Regions from separate parts of the Gossypium hirsutum genome. Here region 1 is linked to region 2. Evidence: chromatin contacts called from public Hi-C data. All regions are on one chromosome and are shown on one strand. The core of a region is the stretch at or near the end of the contact, and the rest is flanking DNA. Distances in the headings are between cores, read along the strand shown.

Region 1 (4,920 bases), core at 1,342-3,841, 150 kb after region 2:
GATTTTAGGGATTTTTTTCTTAAGTGTAACGAGTAGAGTATAATTATAGATACAAGTTCAAGTAACCATAAATATCAAACTATTACAAATGGATTGCTCAAGTAACCACCAACCAGAATCAAACTATTGCAACACAAACAAACTAAAAACTGAATACATTCTAGATTAAAGCCAACAAACTAGAACTAACTAAACTAAAACTCCATACATAATGTGACTCAAAAACTTGCACATATAGTTGTGCATGGTAAGTCTCAAAAAATGGGTACTTAAGACTCAAGATCTCCATTTTTGCCAACTGAGTAAAAACCTTATTGACAAGGAGGTTTCTTTTAATGGTTGTGGCAGAAAGGAGTATGTATTTTTTTAGATATATAAATTGAAAAATAAATACTAGCATTAATTAATTAGTAATATAGTTAAATAATTATTATTGTAATAGTAAATTATTTGCGTTGCTTAAATTTTGTTAATATCATTTATGTATTATCACTTTATCTATTTTTTATTATAAGAAAAAAACTAAAGGCATAATTGTCAAAAATACACTCAATGTTTATGGGTTTTTGGGCTTGAGCCCTTAACTTTTGTTTATTGACACCCTTAATATTACGATTTTTTCAAAAATAGAATGTACCTGCATCAGCTAGTACATGTGCGGCTCGATTCGTCTTCCTCATCACATATCTACCCATGGGAAGCTAAACAAAACCTCTGTGCAAACTCTATTAACTCTTCCACTGTCACCAAACATTCTAGGGTTTGAAATCTTATCTTCCTCAATGGCGGAGAAAGAGGAGTCGTCGGAGAACCATCGAGGCCAACCCACCAATTGAAGACATGGATCTCGAAAACCTTGACTCCTCTACCCAAAACCCTAATGCTAGAGACAATGCCAATGATGACTCCAAATCGAAGTGTGGGAGAGAGGAAGAAAACAAAGAAACCAAAGACGTTTCCAAAAAGCAGAAACTGGAGAAGTCCGTAGTGGAAGAAAGGTTGGAGAAGAAGTCAGATTCATTGGAATTTTTTGGGTTTCGCTGTTAGTTTTCATTGGTATTTATGATTTATTTGATGATCTATTTTATTTAGAAGAAAATTTGTATTTTTGTTTATACCAGTAGGATAGTAAAAGAATGTTTTTCTTTTTCTTTTTCTTTTTTAGTTTCGTTGTTAGTTTTCATTGGTTTTGCTGCACTCATAACAATTCTTTTTTATAAATGACGTCATCTATGATATCGTGCTTATGTGGCATGCCACATAGGTTATTTTGTTTACTTGCAGTTTGATTGGCGATCAACTCATGTTTACTGTTAAAATTGAGTTGATTTCTGAAAAAATCGTAACGTTTAGGGTGTCAATAAAAAAATGATTAAGGGCTCAAACCCAAAAACTCATAAATGTTGAGGGTATTTTCGACAATTATGACAAAACCAAAATCAAAACCAGAACAAGATTTGTTGCACAAAACTCGATCACATATTTGATTATTAATATTATGTATATATCTATACTATTATTAGGTCACTGACTCAATAGGTGTAATGAGTTAACCGGACATTGACTAAAGGAAAAACATAAAAATAATTCCAACCTCAACCTATGACACCAATGTCTTGAAAGTTCAACCAATGTCTCATAAGCTTTTTACATAAATTTTTGGCATTGATTAATTTTGCCCTCCAAATTTGCAAAAAAATTATTTTAGTTATCCATCGAAATTTTCACCTCTTTTAGCCCTTAAACATGCATTGTTTGTCAAATCATCTCAAAATAGATGAAAAAATTAGCGTTTGTTAGTTTTGCTAACGTGACATTCATGTGGTAGTCCATGTGTATGCCCATTAGCAATTAATTAATTTTTTAAAATAAAAAATAAAAATAATATTTTATGCTTTTAAACACTTTAAATTTTTTTTAGAAATATTCTTTATAAATTTTTTTTAATTTTTTAAATTTTAAAAAATTAATTAATTACTGCAATGACATCCATATGGAAAATCCACAATAAAGTTAATAGACGTTAAATTTTTTTATCTATTATGGGATGATTTGACAAACAATATAAGTTTAGAAGTTAAAAAAAAATAAAAATTTAAATAGAAAGCTAAAATGACGTCTTTTATAAAATTGAAAGGCCAAATAAATCATTTTACAACTGCAATTGTGCCATAATAATATAAAATATATTTACACATTATTAGTGAATAAAATTAATAAAAAGTTAATATAAATCATTGTTGATAAAGAAAGATATTTTATTTCCTTCATTATCTTGAGATAATTTTGAAGATAATTAATACAACTAGATTAGTACCTAAATTAATTTTTATTATAATCAATATACTTTAGATATTGTGATTAAACAATAAAAAGAATTCAGTATGACAATATTTATCTAAATAATTAAATAGAATTATAAAGTAAATGAAATCACATTATATTTCCACCATATAACAGTATCCATAAGCTCGTCCCTATTGTCCTTGTGAAAACAACAATCCTCTCCACCACTCGAAGCCAAAAAAAAAAAAAAAGCCAAAGGGGGCCATCAAAGGATGTGAAAAAGCAAAGAAAGTAAAAAAAAAAAAATGGGGTTTGCAGCAGCCAACGGCAAAGAAAGCAAAGGCATGGGTTTACTCTTGGTGTTCTTCCATGGCGACCAAAACAAAATCACTAATTCTTCCGTTGATAACCAAACCACCACCACCACGACGCCACCGTCAACAAGATTTGTTCGAAGAACAGCTTCTTCCAGTCTCCTTTTCTCTAAAGCTCAATCCACTATTTCCATTTGCCTTGTTTTGGTTTTCCTCACGATTCTTCTCTTCACTCTCTCTACTTTTGAACCTTCCATTTCCACCCCATCTTTTATTCCTTCTCTCACCATTAAAAACTCTCGTCGGTTCTTATCTCAAAAGACCCAATTTCCTCCTCCTCCTCCTTTGAAATGGTTTTTCCCCATGTGGGATTATAACAAACCAGTTAATGTTAAGCAAAACCCTGGGGTTTTGCCATCTTCGTTTGCTTTACAAAGGATGGGAACTTTGTACAGACGTGGGACGAAAGCCATGCACGATCTTATTGTCAGCCATGTTGTTGAAGATGTGACCGAAGATGAACTCAGGCTTTTCTTACGAGTCTTGCATAGGTCTGGTATTACTTCGAAAGCCGACATTGTTTTTCTTTTTGGGTCTTCGTCTTCGAGATTTAACCTTGTTATTCATGAAGAGAACGACTCGTTCTTCAATCTTATTCAACACTATAAAGCTTCCAATAACAAGGGTTCTCGTGACTCGGTCTTTAGTTTCGAGTCGGCCCAGTTTTGGAAATCTGGGAAAAAAGATGTTGGGGAGACTATTTGGGGAAAGAAGGGTCGAGGGAATTCCGGCGATTCAACTGAAGCTGAAGGTGAGTCAACTCGGTTGACTTACGGCTCGGTAGTGGGATTCGATGTGAACGAGTTGGATCCAGAGAACTCGCTGGCTGGGTTTTTAGATCACGTTCCGATGAGTTTTAGAAGATGGGCTTGTTATCCGATGTTATTAGGGAGAATCAGGCGAAATTTTAAGCATATAACGTTAGTGGATGTTAAAAGTATGATGTTACTGAGTGACCCACTCGGCCGTGTCAGGAATCGGAGTCCCGAATCGGTTTATTTGTTAACAAAGGAAAGCAGCACCGGTGGGAAGCACAGCAAGAGGAACTCGGATAAAACTCAGTCCCATTTGCAAGTCAACTCAGCGATTCTGATGGGTGGAGCTAGAGGGATTCGGAGACTAGCCAATGCAATGTTGACGGAGATCGTCAGAGCTACAATGCAGCATAAGAAGAAGAAGAACTCGATATCGGAGTCAGAAATCTTGAGTCAACTCGTCGGGAACGGGTATTTACTGAAGAATGTGGATTTGATCACATCGACGGAGTCAATTCAGGAAGCGAGTTCACTCATGAGTTCGAGCTCCAACTCAACTGCAGAATATTCAATAATCCAACGCGGTAATAGCAGTCATGATCTTAGTTCCATAATTATGAAGCTAATATGTTTATGTGAAACAAATTCTTATGTTTATAGGGATTGTTAGTAAAGGAAAAAAATTTAATTAGTGTTTAGAAAATAAAAAAGGAATTATAATTTTGTTATTTTTTATAGTAAAATTTTGATTTTGATGTATAAATCTTTTTAGATTATAGGGATTTCTTAGCCAAAGAACAAATAAACAAGTTTTCTGTTTCTCTTCTTTTGTTTCTCTAATTAATCAATGTATAATTATTTGTTTAGTGGTTACAAAGCGAGTTATCGACCGAATCACTTGAGTCTAATTTTCTCTATTTTTAAACACTAATCCGATTATGAAGTAGAATAATTGTTGTAGATTTGTAAAATAATTAAATGAGACAAATATCAAATGTACATTAATTTTAAATTTGTGCAATTATACACTTGAAACTTGAATTATAGTTAATATGTATACATAAAACTTCAATTTTAATTCAGTTGTACACATTTAAATAATTGAATGCAAACATTTATTTTCATATTTGATTAATGTATTATTCGTATATGAAATATATTAATATAAAATCGTGCTTATTCCATAAGATTGCTACTGATTTGTGAATTTTAATAAAATTAAAATTTAATGTATAAAATTAAATTTTATATATAACATTGCACATTACATAGAAATTTATTATAGCTTTGGTTAGGGGGATTGACAAGGCCTTGACCCCCTAAAATAAATTTTTTTTATTTAGGTCTTTTAAAATTTTAAATTAATAAAGATAAAATTATATTTTGACTTCTAAAAATGATAAAAATTTAATTTAATTTTTTAAAAACTATAAAGATATAAGTTATTTAGTGAAATTATATTTTGATCCCTAAAAAATTTTGATTTCACCGAGACTTTAGTATTT
Region 2 (4,900 bases), core at 1,429-3,928:
AAGTGTCAAAAGTAAAAGGTTGTGCCCATGAATTTCACAATGACAGCATACAGGGACCAAGAAAATAAATAACCCTAACTTATATGAGAGTAACAACAAGATACCTTTAAAACCAATGTTATAATCCATCAAAATAAAAATGGCATCAATTTTCATTGTATACTCATTAGTGAGCACTGTATGTTATCCACTTCACTAAAAAAACATCATTCTTGCCAACACAACAATTAACTATAAATAACTCAAAATTATTTGAGAGATTTAGTAAAAAATAAATAAATGAAAAAAGATACTTTGAATTTATAAAATTTGCAAGTAAAATTCTGAAAGAAAAACAAGTATTAGTAATAATAAAAAGAAAGAAATTAAGATTTTTCTCCAAGTATCAGAATAAAAAATTTACCATAAAAAAGAATGCATAATGGAAGATGATTAGATAATAAGGATTTATACATAAATGTATTCATAAGGTTTTTGATTATGATAAGAGAAACTTAAATTTTAATTTATGTTACAAAGATATATTTTAAAATTTTCTTAAATTTATTTCTTCCTTTATCTAATTGGATTATAATCTAATATATATTAAAATTTTTTAAATTAGGATTTATAGATAAATATAGTTATAATGATTTTAACAAAAAAAATAAAGTTATAGATTATAATACATTTGATAACAAATTTATCTCTTAATATAGATTTTTTTTTGTCATCATCTCTTACAATTGTATATTTTATAAAAGAAATATGTTATAATCTCAAAATCAAAATTTTATATTTTTAAGGCTAATTTGATGATATACTTTTATTTGTCAAAATATTTTTTTATAATTTTTTATTAAACATCAAATTTGTTTTTATAAATTTTTATTTAATAATGAAAATTGATTACCTACCATATTGTTAACAAATTTAACATAGTTTGCTTTGCATGAGATGATTGATTGGATAAATTTATCTTCATTTTATAGCCAACAATACTTAAAAGTAATATTTAATGTAAAGAGTTTAGTATGAAGAAAAAAGAATATGAAATAATTTAAATGTAAAAAAGACAAGTATAGAAGATGAACAAAATTAAGAATAACAGTAAAGTAGTAATTTATTGAAAAATTCAATAAAAGATCAGAGTTATATTAAATGTAAATCATTTTTACCCATTTGCTAAATAATAATTTATACAACTTTTTAGTACCCATATTTCTATTTGCTGCTTCTTCTTCTTCTAATATTATAGTTAAGACAAATTTTCCATGTTATTTTGAAATAAAGAGCTTTGTAGTCATCAAGCTCTTGAATTAAAAATTTAATTTCTTCAATAAAAAATCAGGGTTTATCGATGGATCATGAAATCTACGATGAAGGGAATTTAGCTAATCGTTCGACTAAAAAAGTTCGTATTAGGGCGACGGAGGGAGTTCTAGACGTGATCATGGATCCAATTCTAGCTACAGGAAAACCCTTGTCTTGGAAAGATCGTTCGCTGGGTACTAGACTTCGGGCCGATGTACGAACAAAAACCATGAACAATGTCGATGGCAAAGATGATTTTGAACTGTCAGAAATTGACATTGTACGATCATCGATTAATGGGATCCTTTCAATTCACTTTTCTGAACAGGTGAATAAACTCCTCATCAAAGACATGGCGTGCACGGTGGTAATCAAGCTCCTCGGAAGGAGCATTGGATACTCAGCACTCTACAATAAGGTGTGCTCCCTTTAGAAACCGTCCCGGTCGTTTCGCTTAATGGACGTGGAAAACGACTACTTGGCAAAATTTCAAAGTATGGAGGACTTTGAGAAAGTACTATCCCAAGGACCATGGATTGTGTATGGGAAGTAACTCACGGTCCAACCCTGGATCGAGGATTTCAGCACTTCTCAACATTATCCAAGCACGGTCATGGCTTGGATTCGGCTCTGGGGTTTGCTTGGGCACATGTATAAGGGCAGAATCCTATGGGAAATAAGGGGTACGATAGGGTAGGTCACTAAGGGTGGGTTTAGCTTACTTTTTGTCTCACGCTACAGTATCACTACAGTATCTAATCTCACCGTCACCGCTATTTTTACACTAACCGCAAGTAAATGCACCGCCCATTCAAACTCACCCTAAGTTGGATTTCAACACTAATGTTGAGGTTTGGGAAAGATTTGCAAGGTTGACAGTCTATGTGAATTTGGAAAAGCATCTAATATCCCAAGTTTTGGTTAACGGGGCTCTCCAGCGGGTAGAATATGAATATTTACCCATTATATGCTTCTCGTGTGGCCATTACGGCTAAAAAAAGAGCTTTTCCCTAAGGAAGTTAATGGCCAAAAGAAATCGGGGGAAAGGGGATGCGATTGGCAAGAGTGAGCAAAGACCAAAACTAGACTCAAATATGGATGAACCGGTGGCAAAATCAATCACCTATGGCCATTGGATATCAGTGGAAAGGAAAGGTTGGAGATTGTTGAAGGTAGTGAAGGGGAATGACGACGAGGTTATGGGGACACCAAGCAACTCACGTTACCATGCACTAGAAACCCTAGTAGTAGGAGAGGGCGACCAAGAAGATCATTCTGGGTTGAAGGCTAAACCGGGCTACAAGGGGAATAGGCCAGTAGTATTGGCCCCAACAAAGGAAGTTAACCTATCTCTCATGGGCTTAAAACAACAGAAGGAGGGCAGAGGTAACATAGTAATTAAAGGGCAAGCGTCTTATGGGTCGACGGAAGGATGCAGGCCTAGGGCTAGCGCAAGCCAGCTGAAATTGGACTCTACTAAATTGGTCATCAAAAAGGAAGTTGGGGTTTCAAATGTGGGCTTCAGGCATCAATGGCCTGCTGTGGATAATCCTTTAGTTTTGGGTTTAGGGTCTCACAGGCCTGTTGAAGGGAAGGGGCCTAGTGGAGCATGGGGAGAGGGAAATGAAGGAGTTAGGCTTAGAAAAGGAGAGAAGGTTGGAGAAGGCCTGGATGGGCTACCTGCTAAGCTTAGGGTTCTAGAAATTTCTCACCTGGTGCAAGGTGGCGAAAATTTGAAGGAAGTGCGACTCACCGTCGATCTGTCAAAGTCTGAGGCAGGAAAAGAAAAAGTTTCGCACGCTGGTGGTCACCCACGTAGTCCAACAATGCTTGGGATATAGACAGACGAGGGGCTGTTCGAAGGAGCCCAAGATGGTGATGCCTCAAGGAGCAGTTCACAACCTTTTCCTCGTTCAGGGTTTGTTGGTCTGTAGGAAGTCACGGTTGCCTCGACGGAGGGCATCTTAGACCCAAGTAGGCACTCGATCGTCGTGTTTAAAGCGAACGTCTGACCTGGGGTTTTGGTAAGCACAAATAGCCCAGTAAAAATGGGGTTTAGCGTAGAAGTAGAGGGTTTAGCGCGGTTGTGGGGGAAGAAATAGTGGAAGTAAAAAAATGGATAATAAAAATAATAATAATTATGGTCGAAGGTTGAATATAACTATTAAGGATAGGGGAAGCCCCTTCAAGGCTTCCTATCCCAAAGTTTCTTTGATCGAATCTGTTTATAATATTGTTGACTTGTTGCAAAGTCAGTTCCAACAGTTCCAACAAGGACTATTAACGAAAATCTGTAAGGGTATGGCCACGATTTCAAAGGTTCAGGAAGGTGTATGAAAATAAGAGGAGGTATTTTTAGTAATTTAATTAATTATCAATGATGTCAAAACCATTTTTTTGAAAAATAACAAATTTAGGTTGTTGACTTTAAAAAATAAAAATTGGGAGTCGCCACAAATCTTTTATTAAGGTGTGATTGGATCACCTAAAAAAATGGCTTTGATCTACAAGTTTTAGAAAAATGGATCCGGGAGTCAGTTACGTTCGAGGAAGGATTAGCACCCTCGTAACGCCCAAAAATTGGTACCTAGTTAATTAATTAATGTCTTAATGTCGAAAATTTGAAAAATATAATCCTTAGCAAAAACTCTTAAACGTTACGTATTAAGACCCTTATCATTTCAGAGAAAGAAAATGCCACACCGAATGCGTTAGGGCACGACATTCTAATTTCCTCAAAATGAATTAGGCCAGAATACTTGTGTAATAAAAATTTAAAAGAATATTCATTTATTCAAGATTTAAGAAATCGCGGCCCAATACGTTAGGGCACAATTCCTCCAAAATCCCAAACTCGGAATATTTCCTTTATTATTTTTTAGAAAAAATCTTCATTTCGAGAAATCAATGCGTCACATCCAATATGTTAGGACACAACGTGTTGAATTCCTAATAATGAGTTCTTATTTTTTTGATTAAAGAGAAATGCTCGATTGTTAGATTTAACGAAGAAAATCGGAACCCAATACGTTAGGGCTCAATTTCCTTGAAAATCCTAAATACAAGCATTATCTCAATTTTGAAAATTTTGAAATCAAGTGAAAAATGATATGATGCTACATTAAATATACAATGCAATAATAAATATTACAATGACATAGAAATAATATGAATAAATGAATAAACAAAATCGATAACAATAATCCATGACATGCAAAATATTAAATGTAAACTCAATTATATAACGAAAGGAGGAAAGCCAACCAAATAAATGAAGAAAAGAATATATATAATATGAACATAGAAATTATGAAGATTAAAATATATATATGATTTACAAATAAATTTTTGGGTTATGGAACGTATATATATATGCAATACATAATATTTATGAATATAAAGAAAAATAGATAAATATATATAGATTATAAAATAGGTATTTAAAAATATATATATTTGAACCCCTTTTTAAAAAAAAGAATAAATATCCATATGGATATAAACAAAACATTTGTTAAAAATATATATACATATGTACATATAAAAAATAATGATAATAATAATTACATTATAGAAAATTTACATATATATAGGAAGATAAATGGAT

The links. A called contact is a pair of places that touch in the nucleus more often than the background predicts.
Region 1: a Hi-C map of leaf shows a contact between it and region 2, with 2.2 times the contacts expected there. The contact joins the promoter of LOC107920988 here to the enhancer-like site in region 2. A contact is called at or near these places in 4 of 34 Hi-C or Micro-C datasets (callus and leaf).

Annotation. Positions count from the first base shown.
Region 1 is chrD01:27,644,451-27,649,370 of Gossypium_hirsutum_v2.1, forward strand. LOC107920988 reads left to right here and starts at 2,592. Exons shown (of 1, transcript XM_016850835.2): 1 at 2,592-4,085. The coding sequence starts at 2,592. The coding sequence ends at 4,085.
Region 2 is chrD01:27,496,128-27,501,027 of Gossypium_hirsutum_v2.1, forward strand. No RefSeq gene overlaps it. Among protein-coding and RNA genes, the nearest start is that of LOC121213572, 5.9 kb to the left of the region's middle. Within about 2 kb of position 2,679, at least 9 of the 9 cell types and tissues checked have an H3K27ac peak or open chromatin away from gene starts, as enhancers often do. A contact at or near this core is called in leaf, where this site is marked.